Linked DNA regions of Sus scrofa: region 1 is linked to region 2. Evidence: chromatin contacts called from public Hi-C data. All regions are on one chromosome and are shown on one strand. Each heading gives the region's core, a stretch centred on a gene start, on an enhancer-like site or on the middle of the called end of the contact. The rest is flanking DNA. Distances are from core to core; before and after follow the strand shown.

What was found. Hi-C and Micro-C count contacts between places; a contact is called where the count stands out from the background.
Region 1: a contact with region 2 is called in a Hi-C map of liver, with 2.6 times the contacts expected there. The contact joins the promoter of PARVA here to the enhancer-like site in region 2. A contact is called at or near these places in 4 of 47 Hi-C or Micro-C datasets (embryonic fibroblasts, heart right ventricle, liver and 1 more).

The regions. Positions count from the first base shown.
Region 1 is chr2:47,026,393-47,029,803 of Sscrofa11.1, forward strand. It overlaps PARVA (alpha-parvin), which reads right to left and starts at 1,710. Exons shown (of 14, transcript XM_021083311.1): 1 at 1,537-1,710; 2 at 1,397-1,535. The coding sequence starts at 1,644.
Region 2 is chr2:46,984,310-46,988,276 of Sscrofa11.1, forward strand. All of the region lies in intron 2 of PARVA (alpha-parvin), which reads right to left. Among named protein-coding and RNA genes, the nearest start is that of PARVA, 42 kb to the right of the region's middle. Within about 2 kb of position 2,597, at least 16 of the 83 cell types and tissues checked have an H3K27ac peak or open chromatin away from gene starts, as enhancers often do. A contact at or near this core is called in embryonic fibroblasts, liver and skeletal muscle, where this site is marked.

The DNA.
Region 1 (3,411 bases), core at 460-2,959, 41 kb after region 2:
AAGGCAAATATAGTATGATTTCAATTACATGCGGAATCTAGAAAATAACACAAATGAATGGAATATGCAAAACAGAAACAGGCTCACAGATATAGAACACAAACTTGTGACTAGGAGTCTGGAGTTAATACATGCAAACTATTGCATTTGGAGTGGATAAGCAATGAGATCCTGCTGTGTAACACTGGGAACTATATCTAGTCACTTATGGAGCATGATGTAGGGTAATGTGAGAAAAAGAATCTCTCTATGTATGTGTGTGTGTGTGTGTGACTGGGTCACTTTGCTGTATGTAGAAATTGACGGAACACTGTAAACCAACTATAATGGAAAAAAATAAAAATCACTGAAAAAAAAAAAAAGATGAAGATAACACACTTGTGGTTACCAAAGAGAAGAGGGAAGGAGGGAGGGGCAAATTGAGGGTATGGGTTTAACAGAATATGGGATTTATATAGAGAGTAGGTAAGCAACAAGGATATACTGTATAGCACAGGGAATTATATCCAGTATCTTGTAATAACCTACAAGGGAATATAATCTGAAAAAACAGCAAGTCACTATGCTAACCTGAAACTAATACAATATTGTAAATCAACTAAAAAAAAAAATCAAACAAACAGGATGCAAAATCTGCCCATGGGACATGGTCCTGGAAAAAAATGAGATCGCCTCAATTCACCCTGGTGGGAAAAAGGAAATGGTTTTTGCAAGGGCCCTTAATTCCTGAGTTCACAAAAAGGTCACAGCCCAGGATGCTTCTGTTGTGTGTTTAATCGAGGTTTTCGTCTTGAGTGCAACTTTATCATTTATCACGCGGCGGGACCACTAGGACAGCCAGATTTCCACTCATTCATTCAACAAACATTTGGTGTCGAGATCTACCCAACAGAGCCCTGGGGATGGACAAAAGATCCAGAGACCAACGTTGCATCCGCACACTTCAGCAGGTCTAGCAAATGATCTGATTTCAAAGACCAATGAAGGCAAAGAGTGAGAGTGACGGCGCCCAGAAAAGTTGCAGCAGAAACTTGGAAGTGCCAGCCTTCAGCGCGGAGAAGGCGGGGACTTGAGGCCTAAGAGAAGACGCCGCCTCCGGGCTGGCGGGCCCTGCCACCTCCTCGGCCCCCGGCCCAGCGCAGGCGTCGCCTGATCCCAGGCCCGGGCGGCCCTATCCGATCGCCTCGGCTCCCCAGAGGGCAGCGCCCCTGGAGCTCGGAACAGGGCGGGCACTAGGCCCGTCCCCCCGGGATGTTCCCGCGCAGCGCGCGCGCCCGCGCCGCCGCTCCCCCCACCCCCAGAGCCGGGCACCCGCGGCGCGCTCCCGCCCAGCCCCGGGAGCCCCGGCCCGTCGGCCCCCCAGCCCCTGCGGCTCGCTGGCCCGGGCCGCACTTACCCTCCTTTGCTTTCTTTCTCCGGGCTAGAGTCCCTCCGAGTTTCCCCAAGAAGGAGTCGTCTTTCTTCCGGGATGGGGGCGATTTGGGAGTGGGGGACTTGGGGACAGACGGCGACTTCTGCGGGGAGGTGGCCATGGCGGCGGAGCGGACAGCCGCGGGCCGGTCGGGACGCGGAGCTGGCGCTTGGGCGGACGCGGCGGGACTGAGGCTGCGGCTTTCCAAACGGAAGCGGAATTATTCCAAGCATTTGAGGCAGCTCACGCTCGCCTTTCCCTTCCCTCTCTCCCTCCCTCGCGCCGCCCTCCGCCCTGCAAGGAGCTGCGCGCTCCGGACCGGCGCCCCGCCGGTGCCGGGGCTGGAAAGATGCCCCAGATCTCCCTCATGCTGGACGTGAGGCCTTATCTGTTTCTGTGTGTGCGACCCTCCAACCTGAGAGCCCCGGAGCCTGGAGGCTGCACTTCCCCTGGCTCCGCATCCAGCACAGTTCCTCGCTCTAATCCCGGGTTCCGTGATTGCTGAACCGAACCCACATGCTACTCTGTCTCCTGATGGCTTGGTCCGCCTGCTTGGTGAGGAGCTCGCTCTTCCTTTGCATTTTTAACCGTGCAGTTATGAGGCCCGTGTCTTGTGCCCACGAAAGAGAGTCAACCAGCTCGGGAAGAAATAATTAGCGTGAACTAAAATGTGTTCGAGCCCTACCAACTGGGCACATCCAACTGCTCCTGCACTGATCCATGGCTGGCAATCTCCTTCACCCCACAACAAAAAATGAGCAGTTTGAAGTTCAGGCGCTCGGACCAAGACCTCTTCTTAAGAGAGAGCCTTGTTTCTAGCAGCTCAAGGGCTTGTATAAAGGAGGATCCCAAATGCAGGCGGAAATGTGAATGGGAAGGAAGGGTCATGGGTTCCTATAAGACCTGCCCAACCCCACCTCAACTTACCTTGCCTAAATAAAAGCAACAGATGGACATCCACACTCAGTGAGATAAGAGGAGTGGCAGAAATGCTATCATTGCAAGGACTGAGGCTGGAAATGACTAAAGGCGCGTTTTATTGTGCCTGGCTGCTTGCTGTTCTCACTTGGGCTCTTTTTGCTCCCTTGGATTCCCCCTCGGACTCTCCCTCTCCTCCTTACCCCTCATGGCTTGCAGTCTCTCTCTGTCTCTTACAACCCCTTGGCAACTGTTTCCTCCAAGTAGCTACAGCTGATTGACCTTGAGTGATCACCTGACCCAAAGGGCCCTAATGCTTGATTGGAGAGCAGCCAATCAGATAGTCTCCATCAAGATTCTGAACTAAGCTGGAGATGGTTGTCAGAAGTCCAGCACTTAGTGATGATTATGCAGACTCAAAGTGGGGTGGAGGGTGGGGGGGTCCATTTTTAGCCACAGGCCCACTAGTAATAGAGAAACAAAACAATGGAGCAGACAGGAGTGCTCAAAAAGCATTGTGGTCTGGGACTTCCCATCCTCTGTTGCTGCAGGGGCAACGAATATGACTAGGAACCATGAGGTTGAGGGTTCTATCTCTGGCCTCACTCAGTGGTTTAAGGATCCGGCGTTGCCATGAACTGTGGTGTAGATTGAAGACGTGGCTCAGACCCCACACTGCTGTGGCTGTGGCGTAGGCTGGCAGCTACAGCTCTGATTGGACCCCTAGCCTGGGAACCTCCATATGCTGCAGGTCTGATCCTGAAAAGCAAAAAAAAAAAAAAAAAAAAGGCATTGTGGTCTGAGTAATGAAAAATCATGGGGGCAGCTGCCTGAAACTTGAACCTCGAACCTCTTCCCAGTGCCCCACTTGCAGTTCTCCCAGGGACCAGCTCTGCTTCCTTTCTGGGACACATTTCTAGTTCCCATTCCTAGTTCCTAAAGCCTTGTAATAATCCATCCATCTGCCTTTACTTGAGCCAGTCAGCCAACTAACAAGCAACAATTCCTGTGAATATACACTTAACGAGATGGTCAGTAGGCTCTCAGCAGATATGTGTTCATCTTATCTTTGCTTAAGAGTC
Region 2 (3,967 bases), core at 1,347-3,846:
ATCTCCAAAAGGAGGGGGAAAGGCAACCAGAGAGAATGAACTTCCCTAAAAGGATAAAGCAAAAGCCCTTGCACAGAAACCTTCGCTTCCAGCCCCAACCAATCGAATCACGGGCATTGCTGAGCCCCTAACTTGTGCCTGGCTGGGCCTGCCTCCAGGAGCCTCTGCCTGCCGCCTCCACAGACAGGGCCTGATGCTTAAGCAAAGGGAAAAACAAGTGCAGCCTAGACGATGGAGCGGGTTGGCCTGGAGCCCTGTCATCAGAGGGGCCAGGTCTGGGAGGGAGTGCTTGCTGTGAGCTGGGGTAGGCTGGGGTGCCTCAGGGAGAAGCCTGCAGGCTGGTCCCTGCAGATTGGGAAGGGACGATGGAGACACTCCAGGCAAGGCCCAAGGCCACCCCTCTCCACAGTCCCTGTGCCTGGGTCACCCAGCCCTCAGGTGCTGGAGCTGAGAGCCCAGCCTTGTACCAGGAGCACTGTAGCTTCTGTCTTCCCAGATCAATGAAAAACCCGCCTCATTTCACCCGTGTATTTGAGAGGCTACGAGATGCTACCCAGCAGCACATGTGGAACTTGGTACCCCTAGAAGTTATGGAAAACACCAGCAAGTCTCCTAGCCGCTCAACTCCCCCAAAGCACAGACACCATCTTATATAGCCTGGCACGTCATAGGCACCAATCTGTAGACGGTGAACGAAACAAGAGGTTTTAAAAGTCATGGGTCATAGGTCATAGGGAGGTGTACGAAATTGGAGTTAGGAAGATTAGTCCAAAATCCTTACCGCGTACTGAGTGGCTTAAAACAACACAAATACAGCATCTCACAATTCCGGTGGTCAGAAGTCCAAATGGGTTTCCACTGGGCTAAAATCAAGATGTGAGCCAGGCTGCATTCCCTTCAGAAGTTCTAGGGGAGAAACCATTTCCTTGCCTTTTCCAGCTCTGTGGCCACCTGCATTCCTCGGATGGCGACCCCTACCCCATCTTCAAAGCTAATAATACTGCATCTCTGTGACCTTCCGCTATGGTCCCCTCTCCCTCTGAATCTCCCTCTTGCCTCCCTCCTTGATGCTGAAGGATGCTTGTGATGACTCTAGATCCACTTGGATAATCCAAGATAGTCTCCCTATTTTCAGGTCAGCTAATTAACGATCTTAATTCCATTTGCAACCTTAATTCCCCTTTGCCCTGTAAAGTAACATAGTCACAGATTCCAAGGATTAGGACATAGACATTTTGGGGTACCATTATTCAGGCGACAAGTCAAACTATAGGAAACAACCAGTTTTTCTCCAAAACATGAAAAGCTTAATTACCACTTATCAAGCACCTACTGTATACCAGGTTCCTTGCATATATTATCTTACTTAATTGCAGTTAATGGCCAAAGAGGCAGGCACTGTGAATAAAAACAGACCACGTTTTTCACTGCCAAAATCCTCTAGTGGTTTCCCATATGTTTTAGGGAAAAACTCAGTCTTCTGATGGTCCTGTGGGACTCTGCAGCATCCAGTCTTGGCCTGGCTCCCAGCCCCAGCACCAGCCTCCCCTCGACCTCCATGCTTCAACCACATGGGCCTCCTTTCGATTTCATAAACTTCTGTGGCTGCACCTGCTAGCCCTTCTTTTTTGCAAAGTTCATCCCCAAGATTTTCACATAGTTGGCCCTGCCTTATTATGCAGATCTCTATTCTATTCACTGCCATATCCCCAGCTCCTCAAATAGGGCTTAGCACATCATACCTGTTTATAAACAAACACATCTGAGTTATATCAGGGAAGAAATGAGATGACATGGCCAAGTTCACAGAGCTAGTCAGCTAGGATGTGAATTCAGCGCACATCCTATACCCCAGACTCTTAAGGAACTAGCCCCTGAGCTCCCCACCAGAGACCCATGATCTAGCTGGGAAAACACTGGGTCCATCTCTTAAGCTGTCCCCTGCTCACTGGAGCGCAGTGAAACAGTGACATGGCCTGCTGACCAGGTCACCACATCCCAACCAATCAGCGAGCCTAACTGAGTACAGTCTGCACGCTTGGCTGGGAAGGCTGCGAGACAAGAAGAGGATATGGTCACTGCAAACCAAGAATTCCTAATCAAGTGGAGGAAATCAATCCAAAACATGAAACCAGCAGATGCACCAGGAGGCATGTGATCCAGGGTTCACCGCTCTAACAGGAAGGGCAGCAGGGCCAGATGTGTGAGAGTGCCATGGGGGCCGCAGTAGCTGGGCTGAGCCAGCAGGGCCGGGGCAGGTGGGCAGGGGTGGGAGACTGGGGAACACACAAGCAAAGGTACAGACCCCAGTACTGGCGGGACCTGTATGAAGATAATCAGCAGATGACCATCAGCATGTTAGGAAGCAGAGGAATATCAAGTCAAGTTAGAACCAGACTCTGGAGGCCTTAAAAGCTGGACTGAGGAACCTATGCCATATCTTTTAAAAGGACGGAGAGTCCTGCCAGATCCTGAGTCAGGGAGAAGCCTGTGTTTTAGGAAGACTTGTTTTAGAAGTGGAAGCAACGTGGAACGGATGTTACGAAAACCTGTTCTCTACCAGGCGGAGCTGATGCCAAAAAGACCTTGGATCACAAAATACCTCCAGATGGCAAAGCCAACTCTGGGGCCCAGTTCCCCTGAGCTAAGCATCACCCTCATGCTAAGGCCCTTCAAGTGGGTGACAACCCAATATCTTCTGGCCATGAGCACGCCAAATTGCTTTCCTCTGCGGTGGGGGTCATATGGGCAGCTGGAAACACATGGAAGGGTATAAGAAGCCATTAGGAGAAGAAAACAATAAAAAACTGTAACCTGTAACTGAAACCTGAGCAATCCCCTCTCCTCCCAACCCCTAGAGTGAATATTTCGAGTTTTCAGATTTCAGAAGACAAACTGAAACGCTGGCTGGGAAGAATTTGTGATTCACCGGGCATGTTTTAAATGAAAGTTTTAAAAATATCCTTTCATGGTTTATCTCCTCTATGCTTCAACGCCAAAGAATAAATCTCTACTTTGATGGCCTCTCCCCAGGACCCGTTTCATCTACAATGCCTGCAATAAAAAACTACACTTATACACTCCTTTTTCCTGAAGACATCCAAGGCAGAATTGAGGCTTCAGAAAGAAACCTTTTTAAAAAAGAAAAAAACATATGGTTCTAACTTCCAAAGGAATTGATTTTTCCATATTCTAATGATCAGATATACATCTTTTAAACATTGGACTTTTCATTCCACTTTGCTGTCATTTCTGGGGAACTTAAACAGATGTCATCATGTTTTTCTATGGGTGACAGCAACAGCAGCCCTGCGATGCCATGATTGTAACGTGTAACAGGGGAGGCCACTGAGTCATGGATTCCAAAGACTGAAATCCCCATGAAGCTAACCACACTCAAGAACTCTTTTAAAATTCCCTGCAGGGCCTCTGAAGAACCAAACACATCAGCAATGAACCAGCAAAACAGCAACCATCAGGAGAGCATTATAACAACACCGTCGATATTGGAAGACTTTGAACTGGATGAGAAGTTAAGTTTTGATTTCAGACTGGACTAGATCTTCGTACCAACAGGTGAGTCATAAGAACCTAAATGTTGGGAGTCTCCATTGTGGCTCAGTGGGTTAAGGACACGACATTGTCCCTTTGAGGATTCAGGTTTGATCTCTGGCCTCACTCAGTGGGTTAAGGATCTGGTGGTGCTGCAAGCTGCAGTGTAGGTTGCAGATGTGGCTTGGATCCAGTGTTGATGAGGCTGTGGTTGCAAGCCCCAGCTGCAGCTCTGCTTCCACTGCTCGCCCAGGAACTTCCATGTGCCATGGGTGCAGCCATAAAAAAAAGAAGATGAACCTAAATGTCCTTATAGCGGGAAGAGACCAGAAAGTCATGCAATCCACCCAAGACGTCACAGAGCATGTTTTAAGTCAGTGCTTGGGCGGAGGTGGAGGGGGGGGTGTTCCTGATT